Linked DNA regions of Sus scrofa: region 1 is linked to region 2. The links are chromatin contacts, called in public HiChIP or PLAC-seq maps. All regions are on one chromosome and are shown on one strand. Each heading gives the region's core, a stretch centred on a gene start, on an enhancer-like site or on the middle of the called end of the contact. The rest is flanking DNA. Distances are from core to core; before and after follow the strand shown.

What was found. HiChIP or PLAC-seq counts read pairs in DNA pulled down with a chosen protein or histone mark.
Region 1: an H3K27ac HiChIP or PLAC-seq map of skeletal muscle shows a contact between it and region 2. The contact joins the promoter of ZDHHC17 here to the enhancer-like site in region 2. A contact is called at or near these places in 2 of 5 promoter capture datasets (fetal skeletal muscle and liver), 3 of 47 Hi-C or Micro-C datasets (embryonic fibroblasts, epiblast stem cells and skeletal muscle) and 2 of 2 datasets of contacts at active chromatin or transcription factors (alveolar macrophages and skeletal muscle).

The regions. Positions count from the first base shown.
Region 1 is chr5:104,389,586-104,395,505 of Sscrofa11.1, forward strand. ZDHHC17 (palmitoyltransferase ZDHHC17) reads right to left here and starts at 4,670. Exons shown (of 17, transcript XM_021092815.1): 1 at 4,464-4,670. The coding sequence starts at 4,556.
Region 2 is chr5:104,163,891-104,169,657 of Sscrofa11.1, forward strand. No RefSeq gene overlaps it. Among named protein-coding and RNA genes, the nearest start is that of MIR7139, 35 kb to the left of the region's middle. Within about 2 kb of position 2,816, at least 55 of the 83 cell types and tissues checked have an H3K27ac peak or open chromatin away from gene starts, as enhancers often do. A contact at or near this core is called in embryonic fibroblasts, fetal skeletal muscle, liver and 1 more, where this site is marked.

The sequences.
Region 1 (5,920 bases), core at 3,420-5,919, 230 kb after region 2:
TAATGTAAGTGATATCACATGATATTTCTTTTTCTGTCTGACTTACCTCACTTAGTATGACCATCTCCAGCCATCCATGTTGCTATAAATGGCATTATTTCATTCTCTCTTATGGTTGAGGAACATACTCTTACCCCCTCCACAGTCCACTCTCAGTAAACACTTTTGGGATAAGTTTCACAAATTCAATAAAAACACTGAGCAAAATAAATCAAAACAGTAAAATGGCATTTCTCACAACCACAGATAATTTTTTGGTTCTATGGGTCAATAATTTTCAACTTTGGCTTTGCCACAATCTATGATGTCACCAATTAGTGGCACTTTCATTTTATATATATTGACTCAGTGCTTACTATGCTTAGGGTATACAGCATCTTTAAATTTAAATTATAATTATATGGCCTATAGCATTTCTGCTGAATAAAAAAAGGCATCGGATCCTAAAGACTGCCAGAAAGACATGCTTTGAAGGGAAAGAGTATGTGAGAAGCCTATTGGAAAAAGAAAAGCAATTTTCTAAGTGGTTTTTTTAAATCTGCTTTCCAAAAGCAAATGAGCTAATTTATACATGTGTATGCTTGCATATCTCCAAATATATAAGGACCCAAAAAAATAGTAATGGAAAAAGGCAAAATTACTTTCACTAAAGAAAAGCTTAAAAAATATACTCTGTAATATCTGTAGTATTGGAGCTCCTGCCGTGGCACAGCAGAAACGATTCCGACTAGGAACCATGAGATTGCGGGTTTGATCCCTGGCCTTGCTCTGTGGGTTAAGGATCTGTCATTGCCATGAGCTGTGGTGTAGGTCACAGACGCAGCTTGGATCTGGCATTGCTGTGGCTGTGGGGTAGGCCAGTAGTAGCTCCAATTAGACCCCTAGCCTGGGAATCTCCCTATGTCACAGGTGTGGCCCTAAAAAGACTTAAAAACGAGAGAGAGAGAGACATGGATGTGGACAAATTTAATATGAAGCAAAAAATGTTGCCAATTTAAAAAATGAGACACTAGAGAAAAGGCAGCAATAGAAGTCTTGAAATTGAGAAAAAAGGAAGCAAGCAAGAGATGAAAGCCCTAGATAATCTACACAATCCAGTTCAAAGCTCTGAGTCAGATCTTGCTGAAACAGAGAGCCCTTATAATAATGCTCCGGGTGAAGGGAGTATTGTGGCCTCATTCTGTGAAAGCAGACAAGGCTTACTGAGGATGCACTAGTGAATGAAATGGAAGGCTGGGGACAGCAAGTCAGCTGGATCTGGAGACCAACATAAGCTCTCCATCCTTGTGGTGAAGTTCTACTCCTAACCATTCTAGATAACTCAAATCGGACCCTATCTACAGGCTACATTTCTCATTTTAGCACTTATTTGGATTCTGTTACATGTTTCATATGCACATAACTTCCCAACTGGCTCATTAACTTCTAGAAAGCAAAAGCTACCACATTTACTATATTTTCACCCATATAACCTAGCATAGTGCTATGTATATAGTAGATAGATGCTCAAGCCTATCAATCTTAAAAAATCACAACATACATCAGAGCATTCGAGTCTGAAGAAATCTTAAGGGAACATCTAATCCAGCCTCTTTATCTTAAAAGCAAAGAAACTAAGAGTAGTTCAAATGTCCACTACCCTAAAGTAGAAGAGCTGGGATTATCACCCTCATGCCCTCCTAACAGTTTAACTTTTCCAAATAGCCTCTAATTTCTACCATTATAATAAAATAATCTGTTTCATCAAGAAGCAAAGTCAACAACATCAGTACCCACTTTACGCCAGAGCCTCTAGAAGGTTAGATGTGCTTGGCAGTCTATGTGCCAGGTCTGTGATGACCGCTTTATAAACATTATTCTACTTAATACGACTCTAAGAGGTAGGTAAATTTCACAAAAATGTAAAATGTAATTCAACCATGATGATAGCAAGTGGCAGAACCTCAATTCTCCATCTGTCACCAGTCTTGGCTCTTAAACAGTATCCTACACTGCTTCTCAGTGAATTTACCACAAATATCATGAAGTCTCAAGAGTCTAGCATAGTGTCTGACCAAAACAAAACAAGTAAATGTTTAAATAACTGATTAAATGAAGGAATTATTTAATTAATTTAAAAAGTAAGGTTCTCTCACAACAAATATCTCTAAAAAGAAGGGTTCATTGTTAATCTAATTACATAATCCCCTAAGGTTTTAAGAGCGAGCAGTCTGCATGCTAACAGGAGATTTCAAGAATGGCTAATTTCTTCACCCCACAAATAAGTCCTCTATTCAACAAATAGTGAGAAACTATTTTTGTGACACACTATTAAATTCGAACATAAAAAGGAAAATAAAACTTGTCCTTGGCAAGATCCTATTCCACTAAATTAAATCCAACATAAGTTTCTAAACCATTGAATTAAAATCAAAATAAATCTGTAACACTGCCCTCCTTCTGGTGGGAGAGAAAGGAATAAACAGCATTAACTGAGCACCTACAATGTGCTGATCCTTAAATCTCAACACAGTCTCACCTAATCTCTTAAAGCAGATAGGTATCTTCTCAAGGGAGACTGGAGACACTGTTTAACAACAAAAAAGAATCCATTATCTTACTTAGTCCTCACTATGGCTTATTAGTTATTATTTAATCCCATTATTTTAAATCATGAAGCTGGAACTCAGAGAAGCAGCTTGCCCAAGAAAGCACTGCAAGGAAAGAGCAGAACTCTACCGGGTCTGTACCAGGTATGAATGCAAAACTGCCCACAGGAAAAATACAGAAAGACCTGAGCCCTGGCAGTCATGAGCTGAAGACTCGAAACATCTAAAGGAAGCAGAATTTACTGTTGGTCAAGTAAAAATGGCAGATATCATCTACATCTACTTCCACTTTCAAGGATGAGGAAGTTGATTTTCTAGTAACAGTCTATTAAACGGCAACCTCAAGACTGCTCTCTAAACTTCAAGACTACAGGCCATTTCACGACTCCAAGCAATCTCTGGATTCGTCCCCTGCTGAAATCATTCCTAAAGTACCAAACAATGTATTGTTTCACAATGCAAACACTTACGAAGAGTTTTATTAAGATACACAGAATCAACATTTAAGTATTTAAAATACTTTCGCAGGACTAGATGAATAGAAATATTCGTTAGCAACATCTTCAATGCATCATCTGAAAACTACTTTGTCTATTTCTTGATATATTTTTAGGGCCTTAAGTGTGAACTAAAAGAGAGATGTCTCCAATGCCAATTCGGAAAATGTCACCACTTTGGTCAAAACAGTGTTTAGCTTTACTGCACAGCCTTCTGTCAGAAATCCAAGGCAGACTTTTCCATTTAGTGGCCCAGGTATAATCCTAAGGAACTGTTTTTGATAAATCAAAAGTGATGAATGAGAAGGTGATGAGAATACAGAACACGGGTACGTGCTTGTATTTACACTTTACTAAGTAATATAAGCAAGCTCTAATCCTCAATCCAGAAATAAATAGAGTGATTTTAATGTACGGTAATCAGGCAAGGGCTTCCATGTTTGCTCACCCTACTACAAACACAAGGATTGTCTTCATCCCTTAAGCTCATAAAAACTACAGGAGCTCTTCAGGAAGCTTTGATGCTGCCCCTCCGCACAACACTCCGGGTCATTAAAAACCGGAATTCATCAAGAACTGCTTCCAGGCCTGAATTAGTACTAGCTCGGCTATAAACTAAGACGTAAACAAGTGCAGAACGCTACCGATCCTGGAGCTACCGATCCTGGAGCGGGGCACTGTTTACCGACGGGGGAAGAGACTCCCGCTGTGATGGGAAACGCTTGCACTGTCCCCCTCTGGCTCGCCCTCAAAAACAAGACAGTTCCTCAAGCCAGTGCGAGCGTGGGTCTAGGCTCAGAACTTCCGACCTCTCTTTCTAATCGCTTAAGGACACATGCTCAATAAGAACATCCGACACAAGGTGCCCCAGGAGCTGCCAATGGCATAAAGGGAAGGGCATCACTTTGTCCAAGAAACTGTTCTCACGCTGCACGCCCCCACCGAGAGCCAAAAGGGAGGAACAGATACCGTCATTCACGCCGGCGAAGGAAAAGAGCAGAAATCAAAACCATTCGCGCTCCTCCTCCCCCCAGAGGCGCGGAGCGGGATAAGGGCTCGAGGCACGGCTCCCACCCCGCACCAGGCCCTCGCCGCCAGCGCTCCCGTGAAAAGCGCGGCGACAGACCCGTCCCCTCAGCGTCTCCACCTGCGTCCTCCGGGCACCGCCGCGGACCGCGTCCCAGAGCCCGCCCCGGCCCGCCCCGCGCTCTCCTCCCCCGTTATCCGCTCGCAGCCGCGCTCGGGCCTGGATCGCTCCCCGCCCTCCCCAACTTCGGCGCGTCCCACCCCCCAAGCAGCAGGCCGCCGCCCCCCGCGCGGCCGGGGGCGAAGGCTGGGGGGCCGCGGGGCGCGGGCTGCGCGGGGCGCCGTCCCTCACCTCGGGATGCAGCAGGGGCACGCAGCCCGCCTCGGCCTCGTACTCGTCCGGGCCGTCCGCCATCTTGGTGTTAAATCCCTCCTCCCGCTGCATGCCGGGAGAAAGCGTTTCGCCCTCGCGCGGCGCGGGCGAGGCGGAGGGCGAGCGCGAGGGCGAGCGCCAGACCCGCCGGCGGCGACGCGGCCGCCTCCTCCGCCGTCCCGGCCGCCCGTGCCGCCCCCTCTGCCCCCGCCCTCCTCGGAGGGCGCGGGGCCTGGCGCGCGTGCGCGCGAGCCGCCCGGCCGGAGCGGGGGCGCGCTCTGCTGCACTGCGCCGCGGCCGGCGAGCGGGAGGCGCTGGGCGTGGGCGCCGCGGCGCGGGGGCGGACTCGGGCCCCGGCAGCTGTGCGCCTCGGGCGGCCCCCGGCAGGCGGCCGCTGGGCGGTCGGGGATTTAACCAGGGCGACCTAGCGGCGGCGAGGGAAAGAGGGCAAGGCTCTGGAGCTGCGCCGCCGAGATCGGGGATCCCCGGCACTCAAGGCGGCTTGTGCCCGCAAGCCCCACCGGCCCCAGCCGCCGACCCCGGGACCCCCCCCCCCCATGCGAGACCTGGGGTGGAAGCACCACCCCGCTGGAGGTACTAGCTTGGGACTCTCAGCTTTGAGTCCAGATGTGCGGCGCTCCCGAAGACGAAAGACGCACCTCCTCCTCCGCACTCAGAAAGGTCATCCCACAATTTATGCCTCTGGGAGGCGCCGGGAAAACACGGATAATGCTTGGGATTCCCTCCTAGAGAAGCCTTTTCAAAAGGATCCCAACCTGCCCTCATTGGTTTTGAATTAAGAATAACCACAGGAAAAAAAATGTACGCCCTCAAAGCCCACGAGCGCCCATGTGCTGGATTTTAATGTAATCCAGAAGTCATTTAGTCTGAATTCGCTGAAAGCGAACCGGAGAAAATGACGAAAGCCCTTTTTTAAACGATGTTAGGACTGCTTGGGGGCAGGGTAAAGGGATTGCTTTCTAGAAATATGCTGCTGGGCCTATTACAGAAACTATTTATCTTTGTTTTTAGTTTTTAAAAATCTAAACTGCTTAGAGGACGATTTAGCAAGATGATGAAAAACGATCTAGTAGAGATCCTGACACTAACCTGTCTCCTGTTAAAGCCAAATCAACCAAAGACCACCAGGGAGAAGCTTGCAATCCGGTAACATCAGACATGTTTATACATCAAGAGGAAGGACGCTCCAGAGAAAGCGTGGCAACCGCTAGGAAAGGAAGGATAAAGCGTCTTTTGTAAGGTTTAGGTTCCCGCCAAAGTAGTCAGTAGGGTCTTGAGAGAGCGGGCATCAGTTCTGGATTGGACGCTGTTTCAGAGGCGGGATTAGGAAAAGTGAGGATTAATTGAGGATTGGATGCTGGCACGAGGAAAGGGCCGTTCAGTAATTGGGTAGTCTAGTAATAAAAGAAAACAGC
Region 2 (5,767 bases), core at 1,566-4,065:
CACTCGGGACTTAGTAGAAGCCCCCAAAATAGTGAACGGGGGAACCGTGGGACCCAACACAACAGGGCTTGTGCCTCTAATTTATTTCAGCTTCTTCCTTTCAACCGATCACGTCCCGGTCTTTAGATTTCCTTCTTACAGATGTAGACAGAATAACCCAGGAGAGAACTGCTTCCCCCCCACGCACACACACCCCCCTGGATTAGGGGTGTGCCAGCATATATTTAATGGCAAGTTCGAATAGGGCCCTGCTGTACTGGCAGACATCCACCCGTATCTTCTCACGCATGCTCGTCTTGGTTGTCTCCAGCGGTATAAACGGTACACGGATCCGGCGGGACTATGGAGTATCAGTGGAAGCAACTTGGTTTTTCTCCCAGGGTCCCTTTAAGCCTGGTCCATGAGGGTAACACACTCGCTCCTGTACAAACATGAGGCCAGATGCTGTGACCTCCCTGTTACTGTAAATAACAGAAGTTCTATCGTCATTTGAAGTTAAGACAGAAGGCCCAGAACCCTCACACAAACTCTGCCTACCAAAACTGGGAGCGCTCCCAGATGCCACAGGCCAGAATCACACCAGAACGACTGCAGGCAAGAGGTAAGGTGAGCAACACCCCTTAGTGACTCTAAAGAGGCAAGGGTGAGCAACCACAGCATAACTGCACAAAACCCATTCCTGCCTCCCTTTGCTCAACCCTTTCAAGACCTGTGGTTGAAGGCGTTCCAGAGCGTGCATAGCGTGTAGCTGGTTTGCAAAAGCCCCCCACTAATTTTTTGGAATGCAAAATCATTTACCATAATTTGCTGCTGTAGCCAAGCTCACCATTTCACATCCTGTTAAAACAGTTGTAAACGTCCATTGTCCAAGATTCCCACTCCCTAGATGACTGTTACAGCACTTACTATGTCATCCTTAAGAAATTTTTTTTTTTCTCTGCTTTTTAGGGCTGCACCTGCAACATATGGAAGTTCCCAGGCTAGGAGTCCAATTGGAGCTACAACAGCCACCCCAACACAGGATCTGAGCCATGCCTGTGGCCTACACCACAGCTCATGGCAACACCGGATCCTTAACCCACTGAGCAAGGCCAGGGATCCAACCTGCATCTTCGTGGAGACTAGTTAGGTTTGTTCACTGCCGAGCCATGAAGGGAACTCCCAATTTTTGATAGCTCTTAATTTGTTAGTATTAAGATCAGATTGATTGGTTCAATGTCCTTTCCGTCCTGAAAATGCTTCTGAAATGATGAAATGATACCTAAACCCGTAAGCCGTCTTCTTTTCATTCTCTAAATTCTTTGTTGTCAACACCCCATGGTAATCTTCAATGTCACAGGCTCTTCCGTATGGCCAGCTTTTCCCCAGTCGTGCCCTGAAGAACTCAACTGCTGATGGACATTAGGAGTCAAATAAAGGTGGGTAATTTTGGTAAAGAAAATTAAACAGCTGATTTGTTTGCTATGGGATTTATTAGAGACTTAAATTTGTAAGAGGGAATGTAGTATATATACAAATTCTTTAAAACTGGTTTTATAGCCAGGCCAGTTTCATTCTTAGAGCAGCTTACAAGAACAAAGCTCAGCAGAAGCTACTTTGAGAAGCAATGAATTAATCTACAGAACAAACGTCTAAAACTTTCTTGGTCTTCACTGAAAAGATAAAGGACATCGGTTTCTTAAAGTCAGACACCGCAGATGCTTTACACCTGTATTGGCAATGCCTGCCACGAAATGTGCACCCAAGAAAAGCTGGGGGGAAAATACCGGACGGATGAGTTAGCACACACACAGGTGACCCCTGAGTAGCCTGGGCATTAGGCACACCGACCCTCCGTGCCGTTGAAAACCCATGGGGAAGAGTCTGCCTTCTACAGTCAGTTCTTCCGTATTCTAGTTTCTTCCATATCCTGGTCCCACCAGTTCAACCAACCCCAGACTGTGCAGGAGTACCGCAGCACTCATGTTTGAAAAAAATGTACAAGCGGAGCTGTGCAGTTCAAACCTGTTTTGCTTAAGGGTCGACTATACATAATAATAAAAAAAAACTTAGAGGGTTCTATATACATAACAGCTATTTGATACATCACTGTATACAGCTAAGAGTTTTCTTCATTTAGAAGAATTGTCTCCATCATGCCATTAGCGCTTATAAAACTGACTGCATAGTGACATTCCCAAGTTTAACTTTCGATGGCATCCCATACAGCGTTTGCCTGATTCTTTTGGCATCCCTTTCCAGTCCCTTTCCAGACTGATTCCAGTTTGCCTTCCCAGCTACGCTAGATATTGTCCACTGACCCTCAGCATTCATCCCCACTCCCCTTCCGAGTTCCTTACCACAGGGCCTGGGAGCCTGGGAACTACATTTCCCAGATGCCCCCGCTACGAGGTTCTAGACGCGGCTCTGTCAGCGGAGGATGGAGCTGCAGGATTTGGCAGGGAGAGAGGCAGCCGAGGTTGCTCTTCCACTCACATTGGAGCAACTCATGAAAAGATTTCAGCAGACGGTTTTATACCAGCCGTTCTTTATCCTGCTGCCGAGGCCAACACCATGGACCAGCTCTGATGCTGGCAGTGATTTCACACTGCTCCGAATCAGTGTGAGCCTCTGGGTCACAGCCATGGCGACACGATCAAAACACGTCACATCGACCGGCTGCTTTCACTTTCTCTCCCTTCCGGTACTTTTGGAAGCACCCAATTCCCACTGTTAAAACCTTCTGCAAGGAATACCCAGAGTGCTTTCTAATTGCTACGCAAAACCCGCAGTCTTCTCTCCCCGACTCCCCCTCGCATCCACCTCAGCCCCTCCACTCTCAGGGCCCACACTCTGCCTGCTCCTTTCCGCATCCATTCCTTGCACCACCCGTCCCCTCTTCCTAAAATGCCTCCTCCCAACCCCAGTTCTCCATTGGGCTATCTCATGGGCATCTTCCCAAATCCAGCTTAAATGTCTCCCCCCTTGGGAAGGATGAGTTGTTTGCCCCAACCACGCTGGGAGATCCTCGGGAAGCAAAAACGGAGTTTTTCTCGTCTAGTGCGTAGCGCTAAGCCTAAGGAGTATGTGAATAAATGGTCCACGCGGCTGGAGACACAACAGGGCACCCCGGGTGAGCAAGGTGGCTGTAGTTTAACATGCAAGGGCAACACAAAAAGAGTGAGTACAATAAACAGCAGCTTCTCACCAGAATCGAAGTGTGCATAGCCCTACCTACCACACCAAAACCATGCTAACCATTTACTCACTCCATAAACATTTACTGTTACTATGCAAACGGCAATAGCCTTTTTGTGTGAAGGGGGGGGGAGATACATTTTTTCTTTTCTTTCCCTTCCTTTATCTCTCTTTAAGAAAATTATAGAAACGCAGTGTCTGAAGGAAGTCTGAAGTCACAATTCACTCTGTTTTACAGACGGGGAAATAGAAGGGGTGTAAGTAACTTGGCCTGGATTACACGACTACAAAGCGGGATTAAAACACAAGGCTCCCCATAACCCAGTCCAGCACCCTCGTCCTACACTGTGCCACTATCAAGGGAAGGCAAAATCTTTTATCAAAATGTTGGCGTCTCCCTAGCAAGTCTATCCAGTTTTCAGGATGCATGAATTTTGTAGACCCACGGACTTGTGCATGCAGAAAGTTGTGAGTTTATTTCCCGGGCAGTTCTCTCTTTCCACAGCACGCTGAAATTCTGCAAAGCAATCTTAACATCCAACCTGGGTTTGGAAAATGCATATGAGATCGCCAGGTAGAGAAACAGAGGTGGGAGGAGGACGTTTTAGGTAGAAGGAATGGCGGGGGCAAAGGTATGGGTGCTTAATTATAGTTGTTCTGTGATCTTTAAACACGTTTATCAAAACATTAAAAACTTTCTTGCAGTTGACTATAAGGATTTAGGGAAATGAAAAAGCAGTAAAACTAATATTGATTTAGTATGTAATTTAAAACATTAGAACATTGAGAATTAAAGTGTTTTACTTCATTAAAAACTTAGCAAGAATAGTTTGAACAGAGCTTACCCTCTCGTTGCAAAAATTACGAGTGCTGATCACTCGTAGGTCTTGATAAATTATGATATTCTTTTCTAAGTTTGGGCCAGCTTCCAAATTCTATCCTTAGTACATTCAATTCCAAGAACTATCTCTATGAGTTCATCTACTGTCATGTTTCTGCAGGCATCATTCCTCGGGAGCATCCTTACCCTTTTCAGCATGATCGTTTTCCTCACTTGTGGTGACAAATCCCCCTTCCTTACGTTCCTCTCACTGCGTCTCACGGCATAGCTAGCGTCTTGCCAAGACCACAGGGTCAACACCCCACTATCCATTATTTCTTCCTAACTACATTTAAGTTCAGTTCAGATTTCACCTTCAGCATTATCACTTCTTCTTTTCCTCATTTTCAACTTTCTTCAAGTATCGATTTTTGTGAACATATGTATTCACAGCACTAGGAAACGCAGAGGCACGCCTACACGCTAAACGCCTTTCCACCTGCACAGAGACTCTGCGCACGCGCAGCAGACTTTGCCAGAAGTGACGTGATTGGTCATTGGTCCCGATGGGACCTGTTATTTCTGTGTTGATTTGTGGGCTGAAACAGCGACGTGTGTACGTTTATGCTCACAGTTAATATATCCCATCGAGGAACTGAAATTTGTTACCATGTTACTGGGGGACCGGTGTTATGTAACTAAACCATGGTAACCGACAAACGTGCGTATCAGAACCGTGCACGCGAGGACCGCTTGTATAAATTCTAGGATTGAAATCAATTTCCCTTTTAACCCCTTCTTCTCCCTGATGGCAGAAATTAAACTCCGTCGATGCAGAACGGCATCAGTCGGTTCAGCACCTCCCTCCCGACATGTACTTCCTGCCATTCTCTTGAAGTAGTACTTTCAGTGATAGGTCTTTAAAAGCAGAATTCAAACAGGCGTCAACAGCAAAGGGCCTTGATTCCTTATGTCACTGCAAGCGCAGAGCTAGGACCATGATTCAAGCTCATTTTCACTTCAATCCCTTTGGTTCTGCCTCATCCTTCCCCATATGTCAGTTTTGCCCCGAGGCTGCAGCAATTATCGTTCCACCCAAGCCAAGTTCAAAGAAAGAGAAGAGGAAAAAAACAAACAAACAAAACTCATTGGAAATTCTTTCAAAGGAGTAAGAAAGAACTTAAGAGTTCCCCAGAAATGTTTCTCCTCAGTTCTTATTGGCTCAAATTGCATTACCAGTCCATTTCTAGACCAATTACTGGCAGGGGATGCAGAAGTAACTTTATTCCACTTAGATCTATCTTTGAAACTGAAGCCCTTGAGCTCCGGAGGGGAGGGCTTGACACCTGAACAAAATTTGAGTTCTACTAGAAGGGAAAAAGCAGGAAACAGATGCTGGCTAGCCACAGCAAATTCGCCACAGCCCCACCCGCTCTCCCTCCAATCCCGCGGCATCGGAAGGACTTCGGGGGAAGTGCTTCGTGCTTATCTGCTCCAATCCGTAGCGGCGCAGAGGCACGTTTTTCCCTCCGCTCCTTGGTCCTATGACTCTGCTGACATCCACTGCCACGTCTCCGGACACCGACTCCACCCCCGTGGCATCCCCTGCTGGTCCTGCCTCATCCCACCAGAAGGCATCTCCAAGTTCGCCCGTTCTCAGTTCCGTTTTCACCAGAGCACGCGCAGCCCTAGGAGCCCTGCTGGTTTTCAGGGATAATGCCTTTGATCTGCTCTGAGCAAAACTGAGAGGCCCAGGAGAGTCTTGCGAGG